Linked DNA regions of Sus scrofa: all the other regions are linked to region 3. A link is a contact called in public Hi-C and HiChIP or PLAC-seq data. All regions are on one chromosome and are shown on one strand. Each heading gives the region's core, a stretch centred on a gene start, on an enhancer-like site or on the middle of the called end of the contact. The rest is flanking DNA. Distances are from core to core; before and after follow the strand shown. Region 1 holds the start of TIMM50 (mitochondrial import inner membrane translocase subunit TIM50). Region 2 holds the start of MAP3K10 (mitogen-activated protein kinase kinase kinase 10). Region 3 holds the start of DYRK1B (dual specificity tyrosine-phosphorylation-regulated kinase 1B). Region 4 holds the start of PLEKHG2 (pleckstrin homology domain-containing family G member 2).

Region 1 (2,747 bases), core at 102-2,601, 190 kb after region 3:
GATCCTAAAGGCAAAAGATTGGAGACCCTGAAGAGGGGAAAAGCAGGGCAGGGAGATGAGATCAGGGAGTCCGTCTGCACACTGGGATTCCTAAAGCAAGGCAATGAAGGACACACAAGGGGACAGGACGGGGAGTAGGGTCATCCAGATGTCTGGGGCTCAAAGTAGCAGGATATGGAAGGGAAGGGATAGGAGCGAGGCTGGAGGAGCAATAGCTTCTCTGGGGCTTGGAGAAGTAGGGCACGTAAGTGAAAGACCTGGAGATCAGAATGGCTGGGTCTCCGTCAAGATGGAGAGAGGTCAAAATCAGAAGCTCCAACATCTACCTCTCCACCACACCCCTCTCAGGGAAAATACCCTCAAGGCCACGCTGGGACTCGACCTTCCCGGGCCCCTCCCCCTCTAGTATTACCTAGGGCGGCCAAGACGGGAGAACAGGTGACCCCCCCACCCCCACCCCGGGCGCCCACGTGGGGTCCAGAGGAGGTAGGATCCAAAGGACGCACTTGAGCCCCTAAGCATCTAGCCCGGGGAAGCAAGCGCCGCCTACCCGGGGAAGCAGGGAAGAGACCCAAAACGCGGGCGGCGTTCCATTCAGCACCCTGAGGTGCTGTGTCCCAGAGCCTCTGGGCGGCAGCGGCCCGCCTGGAACTCCAGGAAGGAGCCTCCGCACCCGAGGGCCACCCCAGTCCAGCTCACCTGGTCTGGGGCCCGGGGAGGCGCCGTCGCGAGCCTCGCGCACAGCCCCCGCGCGCCTTGCAAGAGCCCGCTCCGCAACCGCAAGAACAGCCCCGCCGAGGCCGCCATCTTGCGCTGACGCCACGAGGCCCCGCCCACTCGTCCCCCCCCCCTCCTCCCCGCCCCGGGCCCGCACCGCAGCCAATAAGGGTGCAGGCGAGAGGCGGGTGGACGGGAGCCCGAGAGAGACAAAAGGCTTCGGGAGCACTGCAGCGGGCGCGCTCACCCCCAGTCACTCTTTTGCCGCCTGGGGCAAGCCAACCAGGAGAGTCAGCCGGCACCACGCCTCCCTCCAGACGGAGGGCGTTCCACCGCCCCTGCCGCAGAACAGGGCAGACACCCGCTGCTCGGAGGTCAAGCTGAGGCCCTAACCGAGGGATCCAGTCTGTGGCTGCTTGATTTGTCCTAACAGCCAAAAGTCAGGAGCGGGCCCCTCCTCCCATGAGCTTCCTATAAACGGTCTGGAAAGACAGTCAGTTTCATATGGAGGCTCAGCGAAAGAGAACAGTCGCCCTGTCTGGTGGGCTTCGAGTATTGAGAGGAAATCCATGAATCAGAGGCTACAGGAGCCACAGTAAATCTCCCTCAAATTATTTTCAAGGGAAAAAGTCATGCTGGTTTTTTTGTTTGTTTGTTTTGTCTGCCTTTTCTAGGGCCGCTTCCGCGGGATATGGAGGTTCCCAGGCTAGGGGTCGAATAGGAGCTGCAGCCGCTGGCCTACACCACAGCCACAGGAACGCGGGATCCGAGCTGCGCCTGCAACCTACACCACAGCTCACGGCAACGCCGGATCCTTAACCCACTGAGCCAGGCCAGGGATCGAACCTGCAAGCTCATGGTACCTAGTCGGATTTGTCAACCACTGCGCCACGACAGGAACTCCAGTCATGCTGTCTATATAGGCTTTTTTTCCTCCTCGCCTGCAGCATGCAAAGGTTCCCAGCCACGGATTGAACTTTGGGATGGTAGAAGCAACCTGAGCCTCAGCAGTGACAACACCGGATCCCTACTTAACCTATTAACTCCGTTATGTAAACTTAAAAGAACACTTAAAGCCACCACACAACATTTAGGGATAAATACTAAGGTAGTAAAAGTACCGATGTTAGGAAAAAGACACAGGATTCAGGGCTGTGATTACCTCTGGAGGAGAATGTACTGGGTGTGCCGCTAAAGTGGATCCTTCCTATCAGGTTCCTAAGCAGAGTGGTGGGGACATGGGTGTTCTTGGTGGATCTTTTTGAACAGCTCAACATTTTAATTTTTTATGGCCACATCCACAGCATACGGAAGTTCCCCAGGCCAGGGAATGAATCCCAGCCACAACTGTAACCCACCCCTAGCTGGGGCAACCCTGGATCCTTTAACGACGGCCACAGCTGGGTACAGATCCCCACCTCTGCAGCGACCCAAGCTGCTACAGTAGGATTCCTAACCCACTGTGCCACAGCGGGAATTCCCTCAACTATCTTATAATACATTTTATATTGCATTTGCAAAAAGACCTGTGACTATCAAATGAGGAAAGTGAAGGAGTCAGGTACTAAGCCCCGTTTGCCACACTGCTCCTCATTCCCATGCCCAAGCTCTTAGACAAGCTACAGCAATGCTGGCATCACTGCTGATGGGCTCAAGAGAAAGGACCATCAAATGCTGCACCATAGGAGGAATCTGTTTCCAATTTAATATTAACCGATTTTTACTTCACTCAAGCATGAGACTCAAGCATAAGACTCAAGCATAAGACGGAACTTTGTCAATTACATGACAAGCTCTGTTCTAATAATCTCTTTCCAACATCTTACACATTCAAGAGCCCTCAGGGTAGGGAGTATCATTTTCTAGATGAGAACACTGAGGTTTATGTAGACAGTAGACTGTTACTTACCTAAGACCACACAAGTAAGTGGGGTCTGCAAATGACCCTCCTCACAAACTGGAACACACGCCCACACACGCCCGACTTTTGACCAAAGAGCTTTTTATTAAAGACCATAACACAAAAGCAA
Region 2 (2,700 bases), core at 59-2,558, 210 kb before region 3:
CAAAGTTCTATAGAAGCAAGTTTTGGGGGGAGGGCGCCACTTACTGTTGATGGACTTGAGGTCCCGGTGGATGATGGGCACGGGGGCATCATTGTGTAGGTAGTTCATGCCCCGGGCCACCTGCACGGCCCAGTTGACCAGCACGTGAGGGGGCACGCGGCGCCCTGCCAGCACCCTGCTCAGTGCACCCCCCCTGGCATACTCCATCACCAGGCAGAGGTGTGGGGGGCTGAGGCAGGCGCCCCTGAGGGCAATGATGTTGGGGTGCTGCAGGGCTCCGAAGAGCCGGGCCTCCTGGCGCACCTGCTCTGCTGTCACTGCCGGGTCCCGTTCAGGGTCCAGCCGGGCGGCCTTGACCGCCACCTCCTCGCCACGCCACAGGGCCCGATAGACCTTGCCAAAGCCCCCTACACCGATGATCTCTTCTAGCTGCAGCTCGTGGAAGGGGATCTCCTGGGGCAGCCGGAGGCCCGCGGGCGCGGCGGGGGTGCCGGGGGCCACGTAATTGCTGGGGAAGACGCCCACACGGCCGCTGGGTAGCTGCCCGGTCCACCAGCCCTCGTCGCCAGACACGGCACAGTCCTGGGAAAGCACCTGGACGCGGTCACCCCTCCGCAGGGTCAGCTCCTCGTCGCCCGCCGCTTCGTAGTCGAACACTGCGGTCCAGACAGGCCCCGCGGGGGTCGTGCCCCACTCCTTGGCCGCCCCCCCTTCCTCCTCCTCCATGGGGGAGGGGCCGGGGGCTGCGGGAGGCCGCTTCACACAGGCTGCCCGCCAGACGCAGAGAGCCGGCCCCGGCGGCCAGTCCCTGCGGGGTCTAGGGGGCTCCTGGGGGCCATGGCTGGGGGACCCTCCGCAGGAGCAAGGAAAAGCCTCTTTAAAAGGGCAGGGTCGTCCCCCTCCCGATTCAGTTGTCCAGGCAGGGTAGGGTGGGGAAAGGCGGCGGGTTCACCTGTGCCCCCTAAATGTCAGGGCGCTAAGAAGGCCTGGCCGCACGGCTGCCGAATTCCTGCCGGGGCCCGCCGGTGGGGGACGAGGGTGAGGGAAGCAGGCAGCCCCCTTCCCCGCGCCTCTCACCCCGCGCAGCTCCACCGGCGGCCCCCGGCTCCGCATCCCGGGCCACGACCGCCGGGCGGGGCGGGGCCGGTGGGGCTCCGGGGGCGCCCGCCCCAGGACAGGGTGGCGCGCCCCTCGGCCTCCTCACGCACGGGGCAGCCTGGCGGCCACCATCCTCAGCACCGGCCTCCGGGTCGGCCCCAGCCCCTGCCCCCGCCCGCGCCACTTCCCGGGGCCGCCGGCGGTGCCTGAGTGACGTGCTCGCTCCGCCGCGCCGCGGTGCCGCCTGGGAGTTGTAGTCTCCGGCAGCACGGCCCCGCGGTCCGTTCCCAGTCCCCGAGTCCCCAGAGCCCCGGTGCCGGCCTCCGGCCGAAATGGGGACAGCGCGGGGCCGAAGGAATCCTCCCGGGGAGATCAGCCTGGCCTCGGACCCTCCCTGGGACGCAGTGGACGCAACGCCTGGAGGAGGAGAGGAGAGGGCCGAGCTCTCCTCACAGACCCTGAGGGGCTGTGGCCCAAAGGTGGGGTTGGCGGTGACTGACGCGCTTCGCAAAGCGAAAAGTAGGAGCTGCGTGAATGGTGGTTACTGCCCCGAGTTTCTAACACGGCCAGGACGCGGTCCCTGCGGCTGGACTGCCCCTTGGGGTCGCGACCCGAGGTGCACGCCGGGAAGTGTAGTTTGTTCTGGGACCCGCGCTGCGGGGAGACAGCACCCCAAAAGAGAGCCAGTTGGTGGTTCCAGCAAGCTAGGGGGTCGGGCTGATGGTGCAGCCTCTGTGGGGAAGAAGGGGGTGGGAGGATGTGCGTAGTGTCCCTGGGTAAATCACAGCCACGTCTGTTTTCCCCACCAGCTTTGGGTTTCCTCTACCCCCGCAGTCTTAACTCTGAGAATCCCCCGCCTTCGAAAACGAGAACTTCACTTTAATGGGGCTTAAAGTGCATCTTATGCTAAGTGTTTTGCGTAATAGTGTCATTAAATTCTCGCAAAGCGCCCATTTTACAGATGAAGCATGGAGAAATAAACTTGCTCGTCCAAGGTCACAGCTATAAATGGCAGAGCAAGAATCAAAAGCAGGTTTTTGTTTTATTTTATTTTAATTTTAGGGCCGCACCTCTGGCATATGGAGGTTCCCAGGCTAGGGGTCGAATTTGGCACCGCAGCTGCTCGCCTACACCACAGCAACGTCAGATCCAAGACACGTCTGGGACGGCAACTCAGGATATTTAACCCACTGAAGGAGGCCGGGGATTGAACCCACGTCCTCATGGATACTACTAGTCCCATTTGCTACTGCTGAACCATGACGGAAACTCCCAAAGGCAGATTTTAAAATTAAAACCAAACCATCACCACGACAACCAAACACTTTGCCTTCCGGGAGTTCCTGTGATGGCTCAGCGGTTAACGAATCCGACCAGCATCCATGAGAACAGGGGTTCGATCCCTGGCCTCGCTTAGCAGGTTAAGGATCCGGCGTTGCCATGAGCTGTGGTGTAGGTCACAGACGCGGGTCGGATCCCCCCTTGCTGTGGCTCTGGCATAGGCCGACGGCTGCAGTTCTGATTGGATCCCTAGCCTGGGAACCTCCATATGCACACACCTAAAAAGACAAACAAAAAACAAACAAACAAACCAAAAAACCC
Region 3 (2,700 bases), core at 198-2,697:
TGTGATCTCCATTAAGGTGCGGGGCATAGAGGAGTCTAAGATGGGGTGGCAGTATCTTCTCTCTATACCTGCCATGTAGCCAGTTAAAACTCGGGCGGGGGCGGGGGGGGGCTTCCCTCCGTCCTAATCCAGTCAGTGTGTTCCCTACCCAGCTCCCTATAAACCACCCAATCAAATAGCAAGTAATGAAAAATGTCTGCAAAACTAAAAACCTTAGGATTTAAAGAGGCAGTAGACCGTCGTGGTTCAGTGCGTGATCCCCACGTATGAGTTTGAATCCCAGTGTGTGTCTTTGAGCAGGTGACCTATATATTATGCCTGTTGCTTCACTTGTGAAATAGCAATGTTAGTCCTAACTCTTTTAGGGTTGATGTAAGGACTAAATTTCTCAATATATGTATGGAGTGTTTAGCCAAGAACCTGGTATAAATACCAGATAAATGCTAGGTACATTTTTAAAAACGTTTTATTTTGAAATACAGAGACCTCTCCAGTGTACTTTCAACCAGATTGAGCCTTTCCTAACCACTTGCTGCATTTGTTTTAGTAATCTCAGCTGCATTATTGCGATTGTTAAAGAGGAAATGGGGGCGGGGAGGGGGGGAAACCAGAGTGGAAATTTTAAACACTTGCCTTTAGATAAATAGAGCTCTGCTGAAGCCTTCCTGTTTCAAACCCAAACTACTTAAAAACTTACCTAACAAAGTCTTTCCCTACATTTCCAAAGCCTATTTTCCAACTTAAAAATTCTACTGGTTTGAAAGAGCACAACAAAGGGAAAACAGCCCCAAACCCTTGCTGCAGACTTCAGACCCTTTTTCTTCTTCAGGCCAACTGCATTGACTCCACAGCCTCTGCTGAGGCCGTGTTTGCCTCTGAAGTGAAAAAGATGCAGCAGGAGAACATGAAGCCCCAGGAGCAGCTGACCCTAGAGCCGTACGAAAGAGACCACGCTGTGGTCGTGGGTGTGTACAGGTAAGCAGGGGGCCCAGTAATCCACCAGAGCCGGGAGTCTCAATACTAGTTAGGAGTACCCCAAAGTGCTTGTAAGTTCTGAGTCCCCGCATCTGTTTCCTCTCACAGACCACCCCCCAAGGTGAAGAACTGAAGCCCAGTGCCATCTGGATCGCGAGAGACTGTGTTGCTACTGTTACACGCGTGTTTTTCTATTAAAAGACTTATGCGTCCTTCTTGTTTGCCGCTGATTGCTTGGCGACCGCTCTTAACGGGGCGCATGCGCCCTTGGTCTACTTGCGTGGTGGGGGCGGGCACTCTCCCGGTGGCACCGCGCGTGCTCGTTTCTTAGCGGGCTCTTACGCAGCCGTAACTTGGATTTCGGCGCTTGGGCGGGGTTCATAGCTTGCTGTGCTGGGAGACCAGTAAGCGCCTCCGAGCGCAGGCGCAGAGTGTTGCCCTGGGTCACGTGAGGAGAAACAGCTTGGGGGGGTGGGGGCGGAGTCCAGGGCGGGGGGGCCGGTTTGTTGTGGTCGCCATTTTGCTGGTTGCATTACTGGGTAATCGGGGCCCTGGCTCGCCGCGTCCGCCGGATACTTTCAGCCAGTGGGCAGGTCTGAGCTCGGGCTTCCCGAGCAGTTTGAGTTCCCTTGCTCGCGGCCTCAGGTAACAACGCGGCTATGGACGGAGCGGCACGCGCTCGCGGGGAGGAGGGTAGTACGGGACCCGCCCTGCCTGCGTCGCCGCGAGACTTAGCACGAGGCCGAGGGAGGAGAGGAGGGGGACGGCAGGCAGGTGCAGGCCTTGCCTGGCTATTCATAGTTGGATTCCTGGAAGGGGCCGAGCCCGAGCGGAGAGAGCTGTCTCGGGAGGGAAGCTGGGAGGGGGTAGCGGGGCCCCGCTCCCGCCCTTTGTTTGGGCTCGGCTCCGCCGGCCGCATCGTCGTCGCCTAGCAACAGCTGTCCTGGACTGTGATTGGTTGAGCTCTTGGCAGTAGTGACCAATGGCACGGTTGTTGCCATGGTAGGTGTGGACTGCCAGGTTCGGTCCAGCCCCGCCCGCCGGGTTCCCCCTGGCCGGGGCGGGCCCCCAGGGTGGAGGGCGGGACGCCGGGGTCCCCGGGGGCAGGTGGCTGCGCTGGGCGGGGCCGGCGGGGCGAGGGTTAACCCGCCCCTCCCCCGTCCACCTGCTTTCCCCTTCCCCCGCTTGCCCCGGGCTGACCCTCGTCTCCTCCTCTCCCCGCCCCCAGCGGCGGCGGCTGCTGTTGTCACCCACCCGGCCGCCTGTCCCGCTTGCCCTCCCCGCCGCGGGGCTTGCCGGGCCGGCCGGGCCGGGACAGGCGGCCGTCTTCTCACCACCGCTACCGCCGCCATGCTGGCCGCTCGCCCACACCACTGGGGGCCCCACCGCGCCCCAGCCCCCCGTGGGCCCCGCGCCAGCCCTGACCCGGGTAGGGGGCGGAGGCTGGGAGAGGGTCCTGGTGTGGGAGGGCCCCTCTGGTGGGGAAGAGGTTTTGTGGGGGAGCTCCAAGAGAGAGGGATCGTGGAGTGCAAGGCTTGACATAGGAGAAAAGGAATGACATGGGAGAAGGCCCGTGACGAGAGGATTTTGGTGTGGCAGATATTGTGGAAGGGGAGAACTCTGTAATATTTGGGAAATTTGGCCGCGGGGGCCTTCTAGGAATGGGCACCGTTGTGGATTGACCCTGGTGTAGAGAAGTGACTGGAGAAAGAGCCCTGACAGAAA
Region 4 (2,700 bases), core at 76-2,575, 240 kb after region 3:
GAGACAAAGAAGACCTAACGAGTCGCCCAAGCTATGAGTCTGGTGTGTCTGGGGCCAGGGGCTCAAGGATCCTGGGAACGTTAGGGCTCCGGCTTCAGCCGAGGGCGAGGGGCAGGGCTGGGAAAAAGCCGTGGGCGGGAGGCCGCGGGGTCCCAGGGGAGGGCGGAGCAGGCTGGGGAACCGGATGCCAGGGTCCTGCAGACGGCTCCCTCCCCCGCCGAGGGCTGCGAGTTGGGGCGGGCTGCGAGTTGGGGCGGTTGGCCCCGAGTCCTCGACCCCCTCTGGCCGGTCCCTGCGCGATCCGCTCACTGTCTCCACCGCCGCAGCTCCCCCGCAGCGCCTCCCTACACCCCTCTAGCCCCCAACTCCCGCTGGCGCCTCCGCTCGCCCCCCGCCGGCACGCCCCCTCATTGTTCAGCGGCAGCGGCGCCGCCCCCTCCCCCAGCCCGTCGGGGCCCCTCGCCTTCCCCCTCACCTCCCGGGGAGTCTCCAGCCCCAGAGCAAGGCAGCCCGGTTGCTATTCGACCCTCGCACGGTCTCCGAGGAGGAGCAGAACCGGGGCTCCCGCGTCTCAGCAAGTCCGAGGTGTGAACTTCGTGCTCTCAGGTTCCGAGAACAAACTCCGGGATCTCTCCGAAAATGGGGTGTAGTGGTCCGAATTTCTTTGGTCCTCTAAGCAGAAGATGCTGGGAGCCTCGACTCTTGAATCTCAAATTGTAGTGCTGGGAACCCAAATTCCTGAGCCTTCTAGATGGGTTCGTGGGTTGGGGGGGAGTCCGTATTCCTGAGTTCCCCTAACTCTAAGAGCAGGAATTAAACCATCTCTAGGCAGGAGTGCAGGGAACCCCAAATTCCAGGGTCCCTTTCCCTTGAAGTAGTGGGCGCTTCAGCTCTAAACAGGCTGGGTAGGACACTAGGAGTCCGTATCCCAAGTTCCTCCAACCCGGGGAGTCTTGGACTTAGCTTTCTGGGAAACTCTAGAGGGAAACTCCGGTCTGGGATCCTAAGTTCTTCGAAACTGAGTGCAGGAAGCTGGGCCTACAGGGTCGCGCGGGGCTGAAGGGGACTCCTGGCTTCTCCAGGAGGGGGCGCTGGGCACCTGGATGTCTGGGGTCCTCAAGCTTGGACGCTGGGTGGGGCCTGGGCTTCGGGGGTCTCTCGGGATGCGGTGCAGAGTTTCGGGCTGTTGGAGTCTGCGACTCTGGACCCCTCAGGCTCCAGGATGGGTGGCACGGGTCTCGGACGGTGGCGGCGCCACATCTAGGGCTGGATAGTCCGGTCTCAGCTGTGGGGCAGGGGGCGGTCGCCCGAGGCCTCCCCTCCCCCCAGCCGCCCGGGCTCATATCCTGTTCCCGCCCGCAGGGGGAGGGGCCGCCTTCCGGCTGGCCAGCCAGCTAAGGGTTAAGACCCTTCCTCCCCAGGCTCTGAATATTCATAAGAAGGCGAGTCCCAGGCAGGCTACACCCCCACATTCCAAACGCCTTTCAGACTTTTCCCTTTTACAGCAAGAGCCTTTGAGGCGTGAGAATCCGGAACTGGTAACGCGCTTTCTCCTATTGGCCAACCCAAAGGTTCCTATTTGTATATGCAAAGATGAGGCGGAGCTAGCCAGTGAGGTCACGTGGTCAAGAACGACTGAAGGACCCCGGGACGCGAGGGTGCGGCCGAAGCTCCAGTGGCGCAATCGGTTAGCGCGCGGTACTTATATAGCAGTGCAAGCGGAGCAATGCCGAGGTTGTGAGTTCGATCCTCACCTGGAGCAACTTTTCTTCATATCAGTATTTTAGAGATTTATATGTCTTATTGATCGAGCCGAACACCTACATCACTTAGAGGAATGAACGTTTCGATCTTTGCAATTTTCAAACTGGAAAGACTCCTGGGACTCTGACGATGGTCGCTAAGGGAGTGTTTTGTATTGTGGGAGGTGCCGTTCTCTTCATCGTCACCAGGGGGTGGCATCGCCTCTTAGATGCCTGGGTCTGCAAATCTCAGTTCAAGACTTCTGCACATGCCAGACTTTTGTGTCCTCTGCAAACTCTGTATGTGACACTCTCTCCTCCATCTGTCTCTGTCTTGAATTTCTTCCCTCCAGTTTTGTCGAGATATAATCGCCGCATATCATTGTATTAGTCCAAGGTGTACAAAATAACAACCTGAGATAGTGTATAAAGTATGAAATAATTACCAGAACCGTTAACATCAATTACCTCACATAGGTACTATTTTGTATATGTGTATCTTGGAGTTTTCTCTGTCCCTCCTCATTTCGAATCGATTTATTATTTTTACTTTAACAAATTCTGAAATTTGTGACCCTTGTATGTCTGGTCTCTGTTTAGAGTTTAGGTGTGAGTGATAAGAGCAGTGAACAAGACAAAGTCAAAGTCTCTGCCCCAGTATTTGACTTTCTAGTGGGGGAGGCAGATTGCTATAAAGATCTAAGTCCATTTTATATGTTAAGTGGTTATAAACAACAAACGTAATGGAAAAAGTAGAGCAACATAGGAAGGATGCGGGTTGCAACAATAGCAGTCAGGGACCATCTCACTAAGGACACATTTGGGCAGAGACCTGAAGGAGGGGAGTGAGCTATTGGGACACCTGGGGAGTAGTCCAGGCAGAGGAACAGCCTGTGCAAAGGCCCAGTGGCTGAAGCGTGTCAGACGTATCGGTAGAAGCTAGCAAAAGGGACCAAAG

What was found. A called contact is a pair of places that touch in the nucleus more often than the background predicts. HiChIP or PLAC-seq counts read pairs in DNA pulled down with a chosen protein or histone mark.
Region 1: a Hi-C map of liver shows a contact between it and region 3, with 4 times the contacts expected there. The contact joins the promoter of TIMM50 here to the promoter of DYRK1B in region 3. A contact is called at or near these places in 1 of 5 promoter capture datasets (liver) and 1 of 47 Hi-C or Micro-C datasets (liver).
Region 2: an H3K27ac HiChIP or PLAC-seq map of alveolar macrophages shows a contact between it and region 3. The contact joins the promoter of MAP3K10 here to the promoter of DYRK1B in region 3. A contact is called at or near these places in 1 of 5 promoter capture datasets (fetal skeletal muscle) and 1 of 2 datasets of contacts at active chromatin or transcription factors (alveolar macrophages).
Region 4: a Hi-C map of skeletal muscle shows a contact between it and region 3, with 2.6 times the contacts expected there. The contact joins the promoter of PLEKHG2 here to the promoter of DYRK1B in region 3. A contact is called at or near these places in 1 of 5 promoter capture datasets (liver), 2 of 47 Hi-C or Micro-C datasets (heart right ventricle and skeletal muscle) and 2 of 2 datasets of contacts at active chromatin or transcription factors (alveolar macrophages and skeletal muscle).

Annotation. Positions count from the first base shown.
Region 1 is chr6:48,125,074-48,127,820 of Sscrofa11.1, reverse strand. It overlaps TIMM50 (mitochondrial import inner membrane translocase subunit TIM50), which reads right to left and starts at 1,351. Exons shown (of 13, transcript XM_021097543.1): 1 at 1,303-1,351; 2 at 860-985; 3 at 700-857. The coding sequence starts at 1,351. It overlaps SUPT5H (transcription elongation factor SPT5), which reads right to left. Exons shown (of 32, transcript XM_005655822.3): 32 at 2,701-2,747.
Region 2 is chr6:48,525,227-48,527,926 of Sscrofa11.1, reverse strand. MAP3K10 (mitogen-activated protein kinase kinase kinase 10) reads right to left here and starts at 1,308. Exons shown (of 10, transcript XM_021094377.1): 1 at 45-1,308. The coding sequence starts at 726. All of the region lies in intron 6 of LOC100522141 (cyclin N-terminal domain-containing protein 2), which reads left to right.
Region 3 is chr6:48,313,270-48,315,969 of Sscrofa11.1, reverse strand. DYRK1B (dual specificity tyrosine-phosphorylation-regulated kinase 1B) reads left to right here and starts at 1,447. Exons shown (of 12, transcript XM_021094374.1): 1 at 1,447-1,620. It overlaps FBL (rRNA 2'-O-methyltransferase fibrillarin), which reads left to right. Exons shown (of 9, transcript XM_003355924.5): 7 at 1-16; 8 at 830-975; 9 at 1,084-1,188. The coding sequence ends at 1,108.
Region 4 is chr6:48,068,157-48,070,856 of Sscrofa11.1, reverse strand. PLEKHG2 (pleckstrin homology domain-containing family G member 2) reads right to left here and starts at 1,325. Exons shown (of 21, transcript XM_021094371.1): 1 at 476-1,325. TRNAI-UAU (a tRNA gene) reads left to right here and starts at 1,670; the gene lies at 1,670-1,762.